Linked DNA regions of Mus musculus: region 1 is linked to region 2. The links are chromatin contacts, called in public promoter capture Hi-C maps. All regions are on one chromosome and are shown on one strand. The core of a region is the stretch at or near the end of the contact, and the rest is flanking DNA. Distances in the headings are between cores, read along the strand shown.

The links. Promoter capture Hi-C pulls out the DNA fragments that hold promoters and counts their contacts.
Region 1: a promoter capture Hi-C map of hippocampal neurons shows a contact between it and region 2, with 4 times the contacts expected there. The contact joins the enhancer-like site here to the promoter of Prkd1 in region 2. A contact is called at or near these places in 12 of 39 promoter capture datasets (the 3T3-L1 cell line, cranial neural crest, embryonic stem cells and 4 more), 1 of 15 datasets of contacts at CTCF or cohesin (the NIH/3T3 cell line), 6 of 484 Hi-C or Micro-C datasets (the HL-1 cell line, Sertoli cells, cortical neurons and 3 more), 6 of 115 datasets of contacts at active chromatin or transcription factors (a beta-TC-6 cell line, embryonic forebrain, embryonic stem cells and 2 more) and 1 of 9 other capture datasets (embryonic stem cells).

Annotation. Positions count from the first base shown.
Region 1 is chr12:50,941,913-50,946,297 of GRCm38.p6, reverse strand. No RefSeq gene overlaps it. Among named protein-coding and RNA genes, the nearest start is that of Gm34581, 37 kb to the left of the region's middle. Within about 2 kb of position 2,462, at least 42 of the 459 cell types and tissues checked have an H3K27ac peak or open chromatin away from gene starts, as enhancers often do. A contact at or near this core is called in cortical neurons, embryonic forebrain, frontal cortex and 2 more, where this site is marked.
Region 2 is chr12:50,647,082-50,652,162 of GRCm38.p6, reverse strand. It overlaps Prkd1 (protein kinase D1), which reads left to right and starts at 2,914. Exons shown (of 19, transcript NM_008858.4): 1 at 2,914-3,447. The coding sequence starts at 3,190.

The DNA.
Region 1 (4,385 bases), core at 1,213-3,712, 290 kb before region 2:
TTTTATTTAGTGTGGGCAGAAGATCTTGTCAGAGGCATCAGTTACTTATGTATCTAATGACGTCTTCATTGAGATCACCATCTACTGCCTATGATTCATCAACAGCGTAAGACATGTGAATGTACCAGGTGCTGCCCCCATAGAACTCTCCTGAGAGCTTTTGTGTCACCCTCAGCAGCTCACCTCAAAGTGGCATCTGTGTCGTGACATTTAGACTCTGCCACTTTGCCATAGTACCTGGCTTTTTATGTGGGTGTAGGAATCTGAACTCAGGCCCTCATGCTTTCATAGAAAGCACCTGATCAGCTGAGTCTTGTCTGTAGTCTCTGATGTCTGTAGTCTTGATGTCTGTAGTCTTGTCTGTAGTCTCTGATCAGCTGAGTCTTGTCTGTAGTTTCTCTATGTGCATTTTAAGAGGTTAGTAAGGCTTAGTTTTTAGAAAGTATGAATGAGAATTCAGAGGGCAAGAAATGCTCTGTGCAAAATATTCCTTTACAAGAAATGCCAGAAAGATGGAGTGGACTAAAACATGGGACATGTCAGAGAACAAGTAGGAGAGCTCAGATGGAGTTGGAGTAGGGTCTAGTATAGAATCTATAAGCACACACACGTAGAAATGATATAAACAAGATAGAGAGAATCAATAGATGTGCTTGTGGGTTTTTATAGGTGAGTTGCATAAGAGCAAAGTGTCTGAAAGACTAGCCATGTTTCTTTTTTTTTTTTTATATATGAATGGGTATAAGAGTTGAATTAGAAGCCAAAGGAACTTTACAATCCTGGTATAAAGCAATCAGGACTTAAACATATTTTCTACTGGCTGAATATGTAGAAAAAGATTGGAGGAGGGTTATATACATATAAACCTAATGAGTCCATGTAGCTCAGCATCATTGAAATCTCAGTGTCCTGGTGCTTCTGATAGCCATGGACAGATCTGGCATGGGCGAAGTTCAGAGGTGAGAATCACGAACACAGGGTTTGTTACCCTAACATATATGGCTACAACCAACAACCATTTTGCTGAATGTGTCATGGGGTTGGAAAATGGTTAGAAAAACACTGGAGACATGGATGATTTGGCTTTGTTGTTGAAGAAGGGGTAACCTGTGAACCACTCATGCCATTGCTGTCAAAATCACCACCATCACAAAGCCTGGATAGTCCAAAGGATGGGTAGGTAAAAGTATTTATAAAGTTAAACATATAAAAATCAAATGCAGATGAAGTTCATGTTAAAAAAGCAAAACACGAAGGATGGAAAACAATGGAGCATTTGACAAATAGAAACAAACAAGTGGTAAGAAATTCAGTTAAGAGCCATGGCGAAGTGATGATTTCCAGGAGGGTAAAGAGGATTTACCAGAGTGAAGTTCCTTACAGGCTAAGTGGTGAATGACTGGAGACACGGACTGCCAGAACGGTTGGATCTTAGAGAACTTCTAGTGTCAGAGCCTTCAGAAGTCAGGCAAAGAAGCACTACCCAGCCCTGGCACACAGTTCCTGGGCTCTAGTAGAAAGACTGGCTCTAATCTGCACATTTAGACAATAGCATATGGGCTTGGTGAATTTACTGCATTGGGATAAAACAGGGAAAAAGAAATTTACTGGAAGGAGGGGTGTCGAAAGGTTTAAGTGAAGTACTAATATTCTTACAATAGGAGTCATACATATAGGTAAAGAAAGAGAATCAATACGGTGAAAGGGTCAGTGGGTCCAGGGTTTTAGAAGGTCTGAAGAGAAAAGGGATAGTGTAGGCTAAGAGACAGGAGGTGGTGATCCACAGACACACTGAAAGGCTATTTTCTTTTCCTTTATCCACCCACTAACCAGTGCCTAATATAGCACTTTTAAAAATACTGTTTGTGTAAGTGCAACATGCTAATTTATTAATTGAGGAGAAGAATGGTGTTTCGGGGACTCGGGCAGCAATAAGGGGAGGAACACAGAGGCAGACCTAGGGTCTAACCGGTGATACAAACCCTGGGCGCTGAAAGGAATTCAGAAGCTTCACTTTTGGACGCTGCAAAGAAGATGGCTGCTGTTTTAGTCAATTTTAAAGATAATGATTTTTTTTTAAAGCTGTCTGACTCCTTTATACCTTCTATCCAAATTGAAGTAATAGGCCAGACATTCAGATCAAACTGTCCCTCCAGGAGAAAGAGACTTGCCAAGGAAACCTTGGCCAGATGGGAGCTGTAGAAAGAGGCTCAGAACTGAGAGCGGGTTTGCTTGCCCAGTCAGTTTGGATTTAAACCAGGTGCCCCCAGGCTAGAAGGCCGGAGTTTTGCCAGCGAAGAGCAGGGATGTAAGCGGCTATTGTGTGAAAACAAGCTAGGTTGCGTGGTTGCGGGGAATATGGTCCAAGGATCATACGTGCATCTGTTTGCTAATGCTCTTGAGTAGCTATTCCATACGATGTGCGCCTTTGTTTCCTGGTTTCCCGAGGCGTGAACACGGCCACATCTTCACCAAAGCACTAGGTGGCAGCACAGGACATCTATTCAACTGTCTCTCGCCACAGGCTGCTGGAATTTTGACAGATACAAAACGGTACCTGTGGTTTTGTGTATAAAACTGGTATAACTGTTTGTACATTTAAAAACCGTAACAATAAATTAAACATAAGGGAAAGGGTTTGCTAATAAATACAGTGTTAGACTGCATTTTTGTATACCAGGTGACAAGCTTGGGCATTCAAACCTGATTTGCGTAGGGGATGGGCAGGATGGGAAACAGGTTGAAGGAACTGCAAAATGTACATGCTGGGTGGCTGCAGCTCCCTTCAGGGCTGTTGTTGATCTGTCCATATGTCTGTGTGCACTACACAGAGGTGAAAACTTAGGGAAGTGAGGGGAATGGGATGTCTGGACGTCTGGATGCAGTGATTCTAGGAAGAACACACTCTGTGATTCCAAGCTCATGTTTTGTGGAAGGTGAAAGTGTGAGCATATTATGTTTGTTTTACTTAAAGAGATGCACGTCGTACTCTTTCACATTCTTACCTGGTATTTAGAATATTTGGAAAGTAGGCTCCTTAAGCTTACGTACATCCTAGTAGATAGGGCTAGACTCAATGCATGCTGCCGTATTTGTCTGTAGGTTGGCTATACATTATTTTGATCAGAACAAGCTGCTGCTTGAGACACTAAGCTTGATCCAGCAAGGGTGGACCATTTGATATGCTACCAAGACAGAAAGCTCAAACATTTCAAAAAGCCATGTACCATCTGTAACTGAGCAACTCAAAGTCAAAAGCCTATTATAATGGTAATGGTCAAGGCAAAATATTTTTATTCATTCTCCTATTCAATAAATGTTTGTCTTTTATTATTTGCCAATCACATAATACTGAAAAATGAAAAAGATAAAAATGGAAAACAAAATGAATACTCAAATACCACGCAACATCTCCTCTACTACAAAGACAATAATGAGAGTTCCAAGCCGTCACTCTGGTGTCATAGAGTCCACAGACATTTCTACTACTTAGTTCTCACGCTAATTCTATGCTTTGGCTTTTTTTCTACAGGCTAAGAACTGAAGTTGACAAATAATTGGTAATGTGCTTACGGTTGTTATGAGCATGCCAAGGGGATGTGAGCTTTAAATTCTTCCCATGATGCTATGCAACTGCACATTTCTGAACAAGGGGGTGACTCTGAGTGTAACTGTGCTCGCTGTCAACCTGGATGACGGGAACTCAATCCCTGGAACTCATATGGTCAAAGACCTGAACCTGGTTTCTGACTACCACACATGTATGGCCGTACAGACCCCCCTCCATAAATAAACTAATGCAGTAAAGAAAATGCTCTATATTGTATTCTGTTCTTGACTTGTATCTGACGACATGTAAGTCTCAAAAATCTAGGTTAAAAACATTTGAATTCAAGCTCTGTGTGATTATTTAGTAAATAAAGTTTAGAAATCTAGCACTCCACTAACTTTGGAATAAGAAAGTGCTAAGAAAGGAAAAAAAAATCTTCCTTGGTTTGTTTTTGCTTAATTGCTTGTTTACAAATAAAACAACTGGTCTTTTTAAACAGCATTCTTTTTTTTTTTTTTTTCTAAATGTGGATTACAATTTTTTTTCTGGTGAAGGAAAGTATCTTGTTTATTGACTTTACATAAATAACTCTCAGGTCTTTTGTTTGCTTTCCTGCTTTCTCATAAGCCTCACCATCTTGCAGACATCTTTCTTATTTGTTGAATGAAGACAGCATTCTTCCTGATCTATTGGCTTCATTTGGTCCACTTTTTAGTCATTCCCTAGGACTTTAAGTTTTCAAATCAGAACTTTCCTCAAGTCACGTTGCACAAGGTTGTCCCCACTTTGCCCTCAAGTGTCAGTAGCCTCCTCTGTCCATGGAAGCAAGGTTCCC
Region 2 (5,081 bases), core at 1,665-4,164:
CTTATTTCTTAAGTACTCTTTTGTTTTCCAAGGGTAAAATATCTAGAAGGGCTTGAAATCACTAATGCCCTCCCAAATCCTCCATGTGTTTTGCTCATTATTTTGTAGTCAAAAGAGAAATATACCAGGTTCCTTAGATATATCCATTCATTCCTTTGCCATTCAGCAAAAGTTAGTACCAGTTCGCAGCCTTCCAGTCTTCACATGCCTACCATAACAATTTCCACACTCACTGGGTGTGGCACATGGCTGAAATCCCAGCTCCAGCTCCAGCTCCGGTGAGGAGGAAACAGGACCATAGCCCATTGAGGTCATCTTTGCCTACAGAGTGAGATGCTGTCTCAATCCAGCTCCCCATAGGAAAGAAACTTGGAACTGTCAACTCTGTGTGTATGTGAGTGTGTGTGTTTGAGTGTGAGTGTGTGTGAGTGAGTGTGTGTGTGTGAGTGTGTGTGAGTGTGTGTGTGAGTGTGTGTGTGAGTGTGTGTGTGAGTGTGTGTGTGTATGTGTGTGAGAGGGTGTGTGTGAGAGAGAGAGAGAGAGAGAGAGAGAGAGAGAGAGAGAGTGTGTGTGTGTGAGGTTCTGCTGGCTATAGAGTTCAAGCTGCTTTAAGTTTTGTTGTGTCTTTGTGTTGCTTCCTTTTTTTTTTTCTTCATCTAGTAATGGCTTAGGTTCTTTAAAATAATTTCAATTTCTTGGTCTGTTTCTGTCTTTTGCTTCCTTTTCAACTATTTCCAGCACCCTACAAGAATCTTTCACATCATGGATACAGCATAAGGAGTTATTCACAGATTTTTCTTCCAAAGTGGTTCACCCGTGTTTTTCTCTCTCTCTCTCTCATAAAATTGATGAGTATGTGAAGTTGTTCTGAGAAACCTTGTCTAGCTTTGAATTGACCTCCAATGTAGTCTTGACCCACTTCTGTTCCTTGAATATGGGGCTCATAATTCCTGTTCTGGTTATTACCATTTGACTGTTTAGTGTCATTTCAAACGAAATGCTTAGAGAATGAATCGTCCTTCTCCCCAACCTGCTTCTTTTCTGTTTTCTGTCTCAATTATTAGCAGCAGAGAATCACACACATTTCTCAAAAAACCATAGAGTCCTTGGTGACACTTCTATTTCCCTACCATTGGAGAATCTGCGTAAACAGCAGGGTCTCCATCCTGCCTCCACATTAAGAACTCTAGCCTCTTGTTTCTCAGCACCTCCACTACCATCATGATGATCCTGTAGAGGGAGGGGCAACAGCTAGGGTCCCTAACCTACTGCCCCTGCTTTTATTCCTTTCGCTTGCGATTTGCTTCCTGCATAACAGTCAAAGAATGTTCCTTCAAAACATGTTAATCACATCTACTGGCTTGTTGAAATCCTCCCAGTGGTTCAGTGGTGCATTGAGAATAAACCACAAACAATTTAGCACAGCTTTGAAGAACTGGTTCCTATTTGCCCTCCAGCCTCATTTCTTCTGTGCCTTAAGCAAGTGCAGTAAGCCCTCTCTTGGGGTCTTTTGCATGCTATATGACTTGAAGACCATTACCTAAGCTTGTCTTAAGACCAGTCCTTCCCATCAACCAGTCCTTGGCTCAAATGGAAACACCCCAGGAAAGATTTGTTTTCTTCACTGGTCAAAGTGTTGAGCCTCATGTTCTTGATCATGGTTACTGCTGTTAACCACTGTGTTACTGTTATTTATGGCAATTGTTGCTGTCAGAACTAACTTCATTTACTGTCTTACTTTTATATTTTCAATGTAATCAGTTATGGCAAGAACATAGTCTGACTTCATAAGTGGATAGCTAGTGCCCGCAGACTCTGGGACAGAAGTCCTGTGTTCAGAGCTATGATAGCTAGAAAGCACAGATGGCTTAGGTAAAACTAGTTCCTTTAAAGCAGTCTGTAAACTTAGGAACGACACCCCTATCCAGTCTACTCAAATAGTCGTTTGTACCATTAATTTAGAGAGTTTTCTAGAATAGTGAATTGACTATATGTAGGTGGGAATTTCAAGATTCCATTACTGACATACAACACAACTCTGTAGAAAACCACATCTCAATGTTCTGGTCCAGAAGAGAACCATTAATCAAAAACAGACAAACAAGCAAACCAACCAAAACAAAACAAAATTAACACACTGCAAACGAAAATATGCAAAAATGGTTTGTGTGCTTGTGCATGTAAGAGGACACATTGGGGAAACTAAAGTGAGAAGAAGCGCTGCCAAGATGGAGCCTGTTCAGAATTTACTAAGAATTATCAGAAGGCCTCTGATAACAATCATTGCAGCCTGTTAAACCAAATAGGGTCCCTGTACATCTACAGATGCAAAGAACCCATCCCGATAGAAAGGACAGAAATATAGTCAGGCTCTACTGTCTCTGAAGCACCTCTTTTTGCCCAGCCACCAGTATAATCAGATCAAAATTAGTGCTGTGGGTGTGGGGCTGGAATTGCTCCTAGAAAGCCAGGTTAAGGTTGACAGTTTTGAAGAGGCTGAAACACAGAAGTTCCAAACACAAAACAAAGTAGAAAGCAAGAACCCTATTTAGACCCTTAAGAAGGCGGTGGGTGGAGCAGGTGGGGTTGATGGAAAGGATACAGACTCCGCTATTACAAGAGAGACACGGTTTTAAAGAGGTCAGCTGACTGGCCCTTTAACAAACTCGAGGGCTCCCAGAGGGAGTCCCCCGTTAGGTGGGCTCTACCAGGCTGGCGTTTCCCGGTCCACTCCTGTGCGGGCGCTTGGAAGGGGGTGGTCAGGACTGCCCTGAATGGGCGGGTCCGCGGCTTTAGAGTCCGCCGAGTGGGCTGGGGCGGCTGCTGCGCGCAGGGGGCGGCTCCCCGTCGGGCTCCGGTTCCCCTCGTCGGCTCCGCGGCGCCGCCCTCGCCCCGCCCCGCCCCGCCGGCGCCGGTCGCGCGGACCCGCCGTGGTCCCCGGAGCGGAGCGCGCCGCGGCCGCAGTAGCTGGGCGCCTCCCCCGCGCTGCCGCGCGCCCGCCTGCTCGCCTGCCCGCCCGCCGGCCCCGGCTCCGCTCGGCCATCTTCGCGGCTCCCGCCCTCACCAGCTCCGGTCGCGCGCCCTGTCCCCGCGCGCGGACTTTCCCGGAAAGTTTGGTGGTTCTTCTCCGCCGCCGCAGGCAGCGGCGCCGCGCCCCACGTCCGCCAAACTTTGGGGCTCACTGGCGCGATGAGCGTCCCTCCGCTGCTGCGACCGCCTAGCCCGCTCCTGCCCGCCGCGGCCGCCGTGGCTGCTGCCGCCGCTGCGCTGGTCCCAGGCTCCGGGCCCGCGCCCTTCCCGGCGCCTGGGGCCGCCCCGGCGGGGGGCATCTCGTTCCATCTGCAGATCGGCCTGAGCCGCGAGCCGGTGCTGCTCCTGCAGGACTCCTCTGGCGACTACAGCCTGGCGCATGTCCGGGAGATGGCTTGTTCCATCGTGGACCAGAAGGTAAGGTGCCCCGGGTCCACCAACTTTGCAGCCGACCTCGCCTGCGCCGTACAGCCTGGCTGTGGCCGGACTGCATGCCCTAGCCCCAGGCACTGCTCTGCCTGCCGCGCAGTCTTCCTGGGGGCTGACCTCCTGCTCCTTCTCTGGCACGCCTGCCTTCTCACCTCCTTTACCTCCCTTCTTGCGATGACAGTTCAAGGAATCTTGCACTTTTCTCCTCGCGCTCCGGCGTATTCTTGAGGTTTCCTGGCTGTCCTGACTCTTTTTCCCTGGACCAGAGCCTACCTGGTACCAGATCCGCTTTCCAGCGCCAGAGATCCCTTGGGACAGCCCAGAGCTTTTTCAGCCCCACTCCCTTCCACTACATCCTCTTTCAGCTCTAATTGATGCTGAGGAGTTCCGGGTGTGACCTGGACGCCAGGAATTTCTCACCTGCCAATAGTGCTTTTAAGAAAGGGTGATTGATTAAGCCAGCTGTGAAAACAACCGAGGAGTTGGTACCACTACCCAAGTCCGCCCTGGATTTAGTACTACCACTGTGCGAGCTTAGAAACATTTTCCAACAATAAAACCTGAAATTTACAGCGTTTTTTGGCTTAAATTTCCATGCACTGATCTTGGGAGACTGGAGTAGTGAGAAGGTCTGTGGTTCCAAGAACATCCAGTGCTGGCTTTGCTCTTAAGTTTGAGGCTATGGGACTTTGGATAGTGGTCATCAAAGACTGGCTGGGGAGAGGCCCATAAAGCTGGGCTAGGCCACCCATCATTGTTTCCAGTGCACTTTTGAAGTTAGGTTATCTCCACAGCCATCCAGAAGGATGCTTCATGTAAGGGGGAAGGGCCCTTGGTGCCACTCCTTCACAGTATGGACTGCCAGGGTTCTGGGGGAGGAGAGAGAGATAGAGGAGTTAGCTAAAGGTGCTGACTTTCAACTCTGGAGGGCTGACTGGCTAGTTCTCACCCTTTAATGAACAGTCAAGAGCGGATTTTCTTAAACTGTTTGGAACAACGTGTCTTACGCTTTTTGAGCGGTGTAAATAGTGGTGCTGAGTACAGAGGTCTAGGGAGTTGCTCTGGGGAAGCACCCACTAATGCAGGAAGTGAAAATTCTAGAGGTCAGACTCAAGTAACAGTGAGTGCCTTGAAGTTTTGTTAATTAAAGGGAGTGATATTTTTTCGTTATATAATTGAACTCTTTGTAGTTCCCTTGAAGTACTGAATCCAGCCGCCCCCTCCCCCAGGATGGTGAATTATGCAAGTATTCTAGGCTCTGACTGCCTCACTGTATAGCCTTCAAATATTTCTGTTATGATATGGATTAATTAATTAAAAAGCACTGCCACACAGGCATACACAACACATGTAATGAAATTATTCAGAAAGTCCCTTCGGTACTATAACAACAATCTAACTGTAAGTTCTAAAGAAGATGGTGTAGTGTTAGAATATCCCAAAAGGGCTAAGTTAATACAAACTTTGTTTTGACCTGCTTAAACTCTGTGTGTTTCTGTGTTTCTGGTCTGTCCTTGAGGTTTTGAGTGGGGAATATGATTCAAGAGGTTTGGGTTGGGGTTTGGATACAGTGAATTTTACAGTTGACTCTGGGTTGCTGCCTGGGAGTGTTATCAGTACCC